Regions from separate parts of the Mus musculus genome. Here region 2 is linked to region 1. Evidence: chromatin contacts called from public HiChIP or PLAC-seq data. All regions are on one chromosome and are shown on one strand. Each heading gives the region's core, a stretch centred on a gene start, on an enhancer-like site or on the middle of the called end of the contact. The rest is flanking DNA. Distances are from core to core; before and after follow the strand shown.

Region 1 (4,256 bases), core at 498-2,997:
GGATGCCACACCAACAAGCATCCAGAGCCACCTTTAGAGCGGTGACAGGTGGGAACTCCCCTCCCATATTTCATCTACAGTCCGATGACGTTGGCCAGCTCCAGTTACAGATGAAGGGGCCTTGCCACTGCTTGTGGCTCTCTGCCACCTTGATGTCTTGCAGAGACACCCTTAAAGTCTTAGCAGCTCGTTCCCCTCGCTGTCTCCCCAGCTCCCTGCTAATGACCCCACCCCAGTCTCCCTCAGCTGCTGATTTACTCCCATCTGTTACCATAGAGAACCCTACCTGGCGATGGTGTTAAAAGCCCCCAAGTGCTATGGCTCGGAGGTCACTTCCTACAGCTGGTGCCACACAAACTGGGAAACGTTAGCAGTCAGTTCCAGTTGACTCACAAGGAAGCATGACTGTAGCTAGGATTTAAGAGTGGTGGCCATGGGCTGGTGACTAAGGACCCATGGCCATGGGCTCTGCGTTGACATAAAAAAAAAAAAAAAAACTCACTTGATCGGATAGCCTTCTCATGTCTCTATCTTTTTTTTTTTTTTTTTCCATTTTTTATTAGGTATTTAGCTCATTTACATTTCCAATGCTATACCAAAAGTCCCCCTTACCCACCCATCATGTCTCTATCTTAAAAGGGTTAGTTAGCTGGGTGGTAGTGGCACCCCAGCACTCTGATGCAGAGGCAGATGGATATCTGCAAGTTCCAGGAGGACAGCCAGGTCTGCAGAGCAAGTTCCAGGACAGCCAGGGCTACACAGGGAAACCCTGTCTTGAAAAACCCAAATAAATAAATAGGTGGGCAGATATCAAAATAATGGGTTGTGTTGTGGTGTTCTCCCACACGGGAATAGTACATTTTACCCACACCTTTCCCAGCCCTCTCACCGCCCCACCCTCTCTTGCTGGTTCCCTTCCTCTCCACAAATGGTTCCCACCCTGCATGCGTGTCTGTGTATAGTCTAGATTCCACATATGAGAAAGCACATCCCTTTTTCAACCTTCATTACCTTCCTTTGCCCCCACCCCCACTGGTTGCTTCTTTCTTCTCACTTTCTGCTTGTCTCACACAACAAGGAATCTAGACCCCACATGAGAGGAAGAAAACGCAACCGTTCTTGTTGTGAGTCTGGCCTGTTTAACCCAGGGATCTCCACTTCCACCCAGCTCGATGCAGAGGACATCACATCATTTCATTCTTCATGTGGCTGAATAAAACGTGCTTAGTTACATAAGTTCTGTGACACATGCACACACACACACACACACACACACAGCCCACATCCTCTTTCATCTGTTTGTTGATGGGCGTGCAAGGAATGCCTACTTTGGTCTTTTTCAGTGAGGATCTAGCTGTGATAAAACTGAACCACACAGTCCAGGACAGAGTTTAGAAGGACAGGCTAGTCACACTTCCCAGAATTAAGTTCCTGCCCAGTTTGCTCCCTCAGGTCTCCCTGACCTGCCCCCTACACGGTGCTGCTGTGTAGGTGTCTGAGCTGCTCAGATGGCAGCCTCCCTGCTCCCAGCCCATCTCCTGCTCCCAGCCCTTGTTCAGAATAAACCTTATCAGCTCAGAACTCATACTCCCCCTGTACAGTGATCATAACAAACCTTCGAAAGCAGTGGGCTCCAACCGCATACAGGAGGAAGGTGGAGTTTTGAGTGCCTGGCCACCTCCTCCCCTCTCTGGCTCTGACTCCTCTCTGAGCCCTCCCCCTCCCATCACACACACACACTCACAAACTCACAACACTCACACACATACACTCTCACTGGGCTTTCCACAGTCTATGCAGCTCTTTCTTTCATACCTGTTGGGGTTCTATTACATTCTTTGAATTCCTCTTTCTGGCACTGAAGAAATGAAAGAGAGAGACAGAGAAACAGACTCAGTGACAGATGGAGAGGAAGAGAGAAGAAAACAGATCAGTTGAGTCTCAAAAGAATTTAAAAACTGTCATTGAAAACAATGCTGTGCCTTGCCGAGGCATCCAGGCTGATCTCTAAGCGAGCCAGGAAAGCTGAAAGGAGAACTCCAGAGAGAGTCCAGCAAGAGCCAAGGAACTCAAGTACAGCCTTGCTGATTTCCCTTTAAGGATTTAAAAAAGTTGGTTTTTGGGTTTTTTTGTTTTTTGTTTTTTTTGTTTTTTGTTTTAAATCCGGTGAAGCCCTGATAATGGAGCCCTCTTGGTGATGAATGGGCCACAGAGCCACACAAATATGTGGGCCTCACATTCCTAGAGGTTAAAGTCCCGCTGCCGTCAGAGTCAAAGACAGATCATCAGAACGGGGCCAGTGCCTGCCCTGGGGGTGGGGCCCGGATGAGAATTCCATCCTCAAACACACACATCTTGGAAAGAGAGAGGGGAATTTTACATTCCGGAATACTTGAATGTCAAAGTTTGGAAGCTGAGTTAACATTCTAGAGAACAAATATGCTGGAAAAGGAAAAAGAGAGGCTTGAGGTATGGCTCTGTTGTAGACTGTTTGCCTAGCATACATGTGGCCCTGGGTCCGATGCTCAGCACTACGGAGGAAAAAAAAGTTAGGTTCAAAGCCAGCCTGACCTAGAGTAAGTTCCAGGACAGCCAGGGCTACCCTGTCTCCAAAAAACAGGCAGCAGGGCATGGTGGCACCTGCCAGTAATCTCAGGACTTAAAATACTGAATTAGTTTGGTTATCTTAAGGTACCATATAGCAAGACCTTGACCCAAAAATAATGGCCAGGTGTGGTGGCCCACGCCTTTAATCCCAGCAGTTGGGAAGCAGAGACAGGAGGATCTCTGAGTTCCAGGTCAATTCTACAAATTCCAAGACTGTTTGTGTGTGTGTATGTGTATCATCTATGTATATATTATATATAATAATGATATTGATAAATGAGTAAAACATAAATCAGACTGGAGAGGAGTTTGCAGAAGGAAGCAGCTGCTTTCTTGGAGTTGGAAGTTTACAGAGAGAACAACACTGGTTAACAAATCTCACAAGAGCCCCCTTTCTATGAAGCAAGTGAGGCTGACAGAACTTTTTGTTACTTTTGGGGGGGGGGTGTTTGTTTGTTTGTTTGTTTGTTTGCAACCTCCCTCCCCGGCTCCAAAGAGAGTTCTCTGTGCAGCCCTGGCTCTCATGGAACTTGCTCTGTAGACCAGGCTGCCTCAAACTCATAGACCTACCTGCTTTTGCTTTGTGAGTGCAGGGATGAGAGGCAGAGGCAGAGGCTGGACATTGTAACCCTCGCTGGCACCTGGAACTGTCTTCGTTTTGAATCTGTAGCAAGTGATACAAAGGAGGAGAAAGCCTTAAGTTACCGGCTGAGGGACAGGGAATAGAAGTGAGCTGAATGTGCAAGAGCCACGTGTGTCGGGTGTGTAAAACTATCAATGTTAGTTGGAAACGTTGGAGGTGATCTGTGACCCAAAGCCAGGATGGAGTGAGTGTGAGTTGGGCATGAGCCAGGGAGAAAATGGAAGGGGGAGGGGAGAATCAGATGCAAAGTCTGCGAGCCTAAATCAGAGGCTCTGAGAGAGCCTCTCAGCAGAAAAGCATCCTTCAAAAGAAGATCCATGGAGAAGTCGAAGATGGATCAGGAATATTCACGTAGAGAGCAGAGAAATTTCCAGGCAGACAATTCCAGAGTGAAGGGTAGGTTCAGAACAGTTTCTCTGAACTGTTGAAACTGTTGTCTGACAGTGTCTGTGCCAGGGGTGGGCTGAGTACTGCACACCTGTAACCCGGGTGAGTGGGAGGTGGAAACAAAAGGATCTGCCTCAAGGACCAGCCTAGGCTATGTAAGAGGGTCAAAAAGAAACAGAAAGGGAAACAGAGTTTCATTTTGGGGTCAGTGACAGGGCCTTTCTGCACCGAGGATTCTTCTGAGATGGTTCAAGATTTGGGCGTGAGCAAGATTACTGGGGAGTGAACCACAAGTTTTGTTGCTTTGTTTTGTTTTGTTTTGTTGGTGGTGTTTTGTTTGTTTGTTTAGACACATGGTCATGGAGCCTACCCTGCCCACCGGAGACATTTTATTGGATTGTTTTTATTATTGTTATTATTATTATTTATTATTATTATTACTTTTTAAACTTTATCTTTTGAGATTGGGTCTCATGTAGCCCAGGCTGGACTTGAACTTGTGCTGTGTCTCTTCCTCCCAACTGCTGGGATTACAGGCATGGATCAACACACCAGGCTTTTTCAAGATGAGATTTCTCTGTGTAACTCTGGAACTCTGTAGACCAGGAAGGCCTTAAAC
Region 2 (3,872 bases), core at 257-2,756, 53 kb after region 1:
AATAGCAGATATCGTTCCCCAGGTGTTCTTCACCTCTCAGTTTTTAGAGACAGGGTCTCTCACTGGCTCAGAACCTCTAACCTGCTAGCCAGCAAGCCCCAAAGATCTGTATCTCTCCATCTCCTCAGTGATGTTCTATATGGGTTCTCGGTGATACTTGGGTCCTGTATGCCTGCAGGGCAAGTACTTCACCTACTGAGCAATCCCTGTAGCCCCACATCGTCAAAAATAGTGGAATACTGGTTTTGTGTGTCAACTTGACACAAGCTGGAGTTATCACAGAGAAAGGAGCCTCCCTTGAGGAAATGCCTCCATGAGATCCAGCTGTAAGACATTTTCTCAACTAGTGATCAAGGGGGGAGGGCCCAGCCCATTGTGGGTGGTGCCATCCCTGGGCTAGTGGTCCTGGGTTCTATAAGAAAGCAGGCTTAGCAAGTCAGAGGAAGCAAGCCAGTAAGAAACACCCCTCCATGGCCTCTACATCAGCTCCTGCCTCCAAGTTCCTTCCTGTGTGAGTCCCTGTCCTGATTTCCTTTGGCATGAATAACGATGTGGAAGTATAAGCTGAATAAACCCTTTCCTCCCCAACTTATTGGTCATGTTTTGTGCAGGAATACAAACGCTAAGACAACTGGTGAATGTGGGCTCAGAAGTCACAGAAATTCAAGATGGTTATGTGTCCAACATTCATCCATTGTTGTTCCCCCACAGCCTTTTCATGCAGGACTCTGCCCAAACCATCTAGCTTTTTGCTGATTCAATGGTGACAGCTTATGGCCTGATTTTTGAGCTGGGAGACCCTCCTGTGATGCTGTTGTGGCCTTGACTTCACTGGCTAATTCTACGTATATCATTTCCATAAGTGTGTCTGTTCCTAAGTTAACAAGAACAGACTGTGTGACTAAAATGTCTGTAACATGCACATGGCTGAACTTGACTCAAGATGTTGGGCTTTGTTCAATAAGTAATCTTAATTGAGCATGGTCTCTAATGGGCTGCTGGAAGCCTCAAAGGAATGGTACTAGCTAGGTGAGGTAGCATGTGCTCAAACAACAGCCTTAGGGCTTGACAATGTGACCAAACTTTCCATCTATTCCAAAGCTGCTTCTCTTCGAAGACCTTGCGACACTTCCAGGTGCCACGCACCCAGCACATGCCAAGGGCATGCATGGACGCAGGAGGCTGCTCAGAGAGGCGAGGGGACAGGAGGCCGCTGCCCGCGACAGGACTACACAGCTCAGGTAGGCACTCAACGGCTTGCACCACAACCTGGCACACCGGAAGCATGCGCGACTGAGAGAGAGCGCCGGGTAGGCACTTGGACGTGGGAGAAGCCGGGACACAGACCGGAAGTATGTGCAGCACAGGGAGCGCGCCGGGAGCCCGGCCGGAAACGTGCGCTGCTGCAGGAGCGCGCCCGCCCGCATGCCCGCCCAGGCGGTGTGGGACACGGGCCGGAAGTGTGTGCGGCCGAGGGGACTCCGCGGCGGACGCAGCTCCCGGCTGAGGCTGCGTGAAGGATCCGCTTCCGGCGGCCGCCTACTGCGACCAGGGTGGTGTGCGCTGTCACCCACGGGCTCAGCGCGGCGTCCCGCGACGGCCTTTCGCTGAGCTGGCCCGGCGGCTGCGATCCCTGCGCGTGCAAGCCGAGGCCCCGCGGCCATGAACGGCAAAGAAGGTGCGGGGCCGGCGCGTGGAGGGGAGGGGCTGGCAGGGCCTGGCCCCTGTGCTCGGCTGTCACCGTGCCATCCATCGCACGCCCCCAGGGGACCCTGCGGACCGACCCAGAGCGCAGCCGGGTGCCTGGGGTCTCAAGCCGCGTTTTGTGCGACCCCTGCACCAGTGCACGAGTTTGGGGACCTGTGTGTGGCTGGAGAGGTCGAGCCCTGTGGGTACCGGGGGACGAAGGGGATAGCCTGGGCTGTGCTAGCGCGGCATCGCAAGGGCTCCATCCATCTCTTCTTTTCTGCCTAAGGACCAGGAGGGTTCAGGAAGAGGAAGCATGACACCTTCCCACATAACCAAAGGAGAGAGGGGAAGGATGCCAGTTTGTCTTCGCCGGTGATGCTGGCCTTCAAATGTAAGTTTCCATTAGGAGAATTAGAACCATAACCGTAACAATCGTGTCGCCGTAGTGTTCGGGTGTGGGGTCGGTTAGGGAGCCTTTAGTCCATGCCGATGTAAGGCTTAGTTTTCCTGAATGTTTCGTGTTGGTGCTAGGTCTGCCCAGAAAAAAAAAAAATCTGTATTCTAAACATTCCGATATCAGGATAACTTGACCAAGTTAATAGAACAAGAATACCAGTGTACATGTATGTACGAGATTCACTAATAGTTCCTGTTCTATGCAGAGTGCTACCTCAAAATAAGTCTTGCCAGTCTAGTAACCAATCTAACACACTCTAAATATAAATATATGTGCTAGTAAATGGTAAGTGTGAAGATGATGTTACATACAGAACAGTTGGTAAGAATGTGGCAGATATTTCCATATTATTTAACATTTAATGCTTTTTATGTGGGACTTTTTACTGTTTACTAATGTTAATATAGGCCACCATAGTCAAGGGCTTTGGGATATAGATGTTTGCCACTTTGCATTTGCTAAAAGTAACGCAAAGTAAAAACTGCTTCATATTTAGGAAGAAAGAATTAGGTTGCACCTTGTAAAGAGAAGGGTCCCAGCTAATGTGTGGACAGTTTTGTTTTTGTTTTTGTGTTTTTTTCTTTTTTGTTTTTGTTTTTTTTTTCGAGACAAGGTTTCTCTGTGTAGCCCTGGCTGTCCTAGAACTCACTCTGTAGACCAGGCTGACCTCGAACTCAGAAATCCACCTGCCTCTGCCTCCCAAGTGTTGGGATTAAAGACGTGCGCCACTCCCCCCCCTCCCTCTTCCCGGCTAATGTGGACAGTTTTAAAAGAACATAGCACCTACAGTGGTCTTCATGAGTGTGAGGAAACCAGGTAAAATTGACATGGCTGAATACTGAATGAAGCAAGCTGGTCGTTTCCCACATATTTGCTGTTTTCCTGTTTCTTTCTCTCATAGGTGGATAGTTCTTTGAGCTTGGATTTGTTTCTGACTTAGTGCTTTCATTACCAGCCCAGTGGACCATGTTCTCTTTGATACCCAGCTCAAGTGACTCCTTGGACACGATGGTTACTTTCATTCACTTCCCATCTGTATTGTCTGGTTTTGTGTCAACTTGACACAAGCTGGAGTTATCACAGAGAAAGGAGCTTCAGTTGAGGAAATGCCTTCATGAGATCCAGCTATAAGGCATTTTCTCAATTAGTGATCAAGAGGGGAGGGCCCTTGTGGGTGGGACCATCTCTGGGCTGGTAATCTTGGTTCTATAAGAAAGCAGGCTGAGCAAGCCAGGGGAAGCAAGCCAGTTAGTAACATCCCTTCATGGCCTCTGCATCAGCTCCTGCTTCCTGACCTGCTTGAGTTCCAGTTCTGACTTCCTTTGGTGATGAATAGCAGTGTGGAAGTGTAAGCTGAATAAACCCTTTCCTCCCCAACTTGCTTCTTGGTCATGATGTTTGTGCAGGAATAGAAACGCTGACTAAGACACCATCCATTCACTCATGGGATGTTACCTTTCCCTTAGCCCTTTCCTATGTATTTATATCATTGTTATATTTTATTTAATTACTCATTATTTATACCTGTGTCTCTTTGAGGCTAGGAACTCTGTTTCATCCAACTTTGAATTTATTATGTCAGACAAAATCCAGAGGCCATCATCACTATCATCAATGTTATTCCTGAGATAGGGTTGTATTAGCCTATCTGATAGTGTTACTGTGAAGATGATAGTGAGGTAGCTTGTTGTATTTATTTACAAACCAGTGCCACTTTAAAACACTT

What was found. HiChIP or PLAC-seq counts read pairs in DNA pulled down with a chosen protein or histone mark.
Region 2: a contact with region 1 is called in an H3K27ac HiChIP or PLAC-seq map of embryonic fibroblasts, with 14 read pairs. The contact joins the promoter of Tsnax here to the enhancer-like site in region 1. A contact is called at or near these places in 1 of 39 promoter capture datasets (hippocampal neurons), 59 of 484 Hi-C or Micro-C datasets (the AML12 cell line, B cells, the C2C12 cell line and 41 more), 16 of 115 datasets of contacts at active chromatin or transcription factors (the SCID.adh cell line, astrocytes, bone marrow-derived dendritic cells and 11 more) and 3 of 9 other capture datasets (adipose tissue, liver and pancreatic islet).

What each region holds. Positions count from the first base shown.
Region 1 is chr8:124,958,429-124,962,684 of GRCm38.p6, forward strand. No RefSeq gene overlaps it. Among named protein-coding and RNA genes, the nearest start is that of Gm39281, 9.6 kb to the right of the region's middle. Within about 2 kb of position 1,748, at least 93 of the 459 cell types and tissues checked have an H3K27ac peak or open chromatin away from gene starts, as enhancers often do. A contact at or near this core is called in the C2C12 cell line, CD8 T cells, CD8 central memory T cells and 12 more, where this site is marked.
Region 2 is chr8:125,011,535-125,015,406 of GRCm38.p6, forward strand. It overlaps Tsnax (translin-associated factor X), which reads left to right and starts at 1,507. Exons shown (of 6, transcript NM_016909.3): 1 at 1,507-1,678; 2 at 1,976-2,080. The coding sequence starts at 1,663.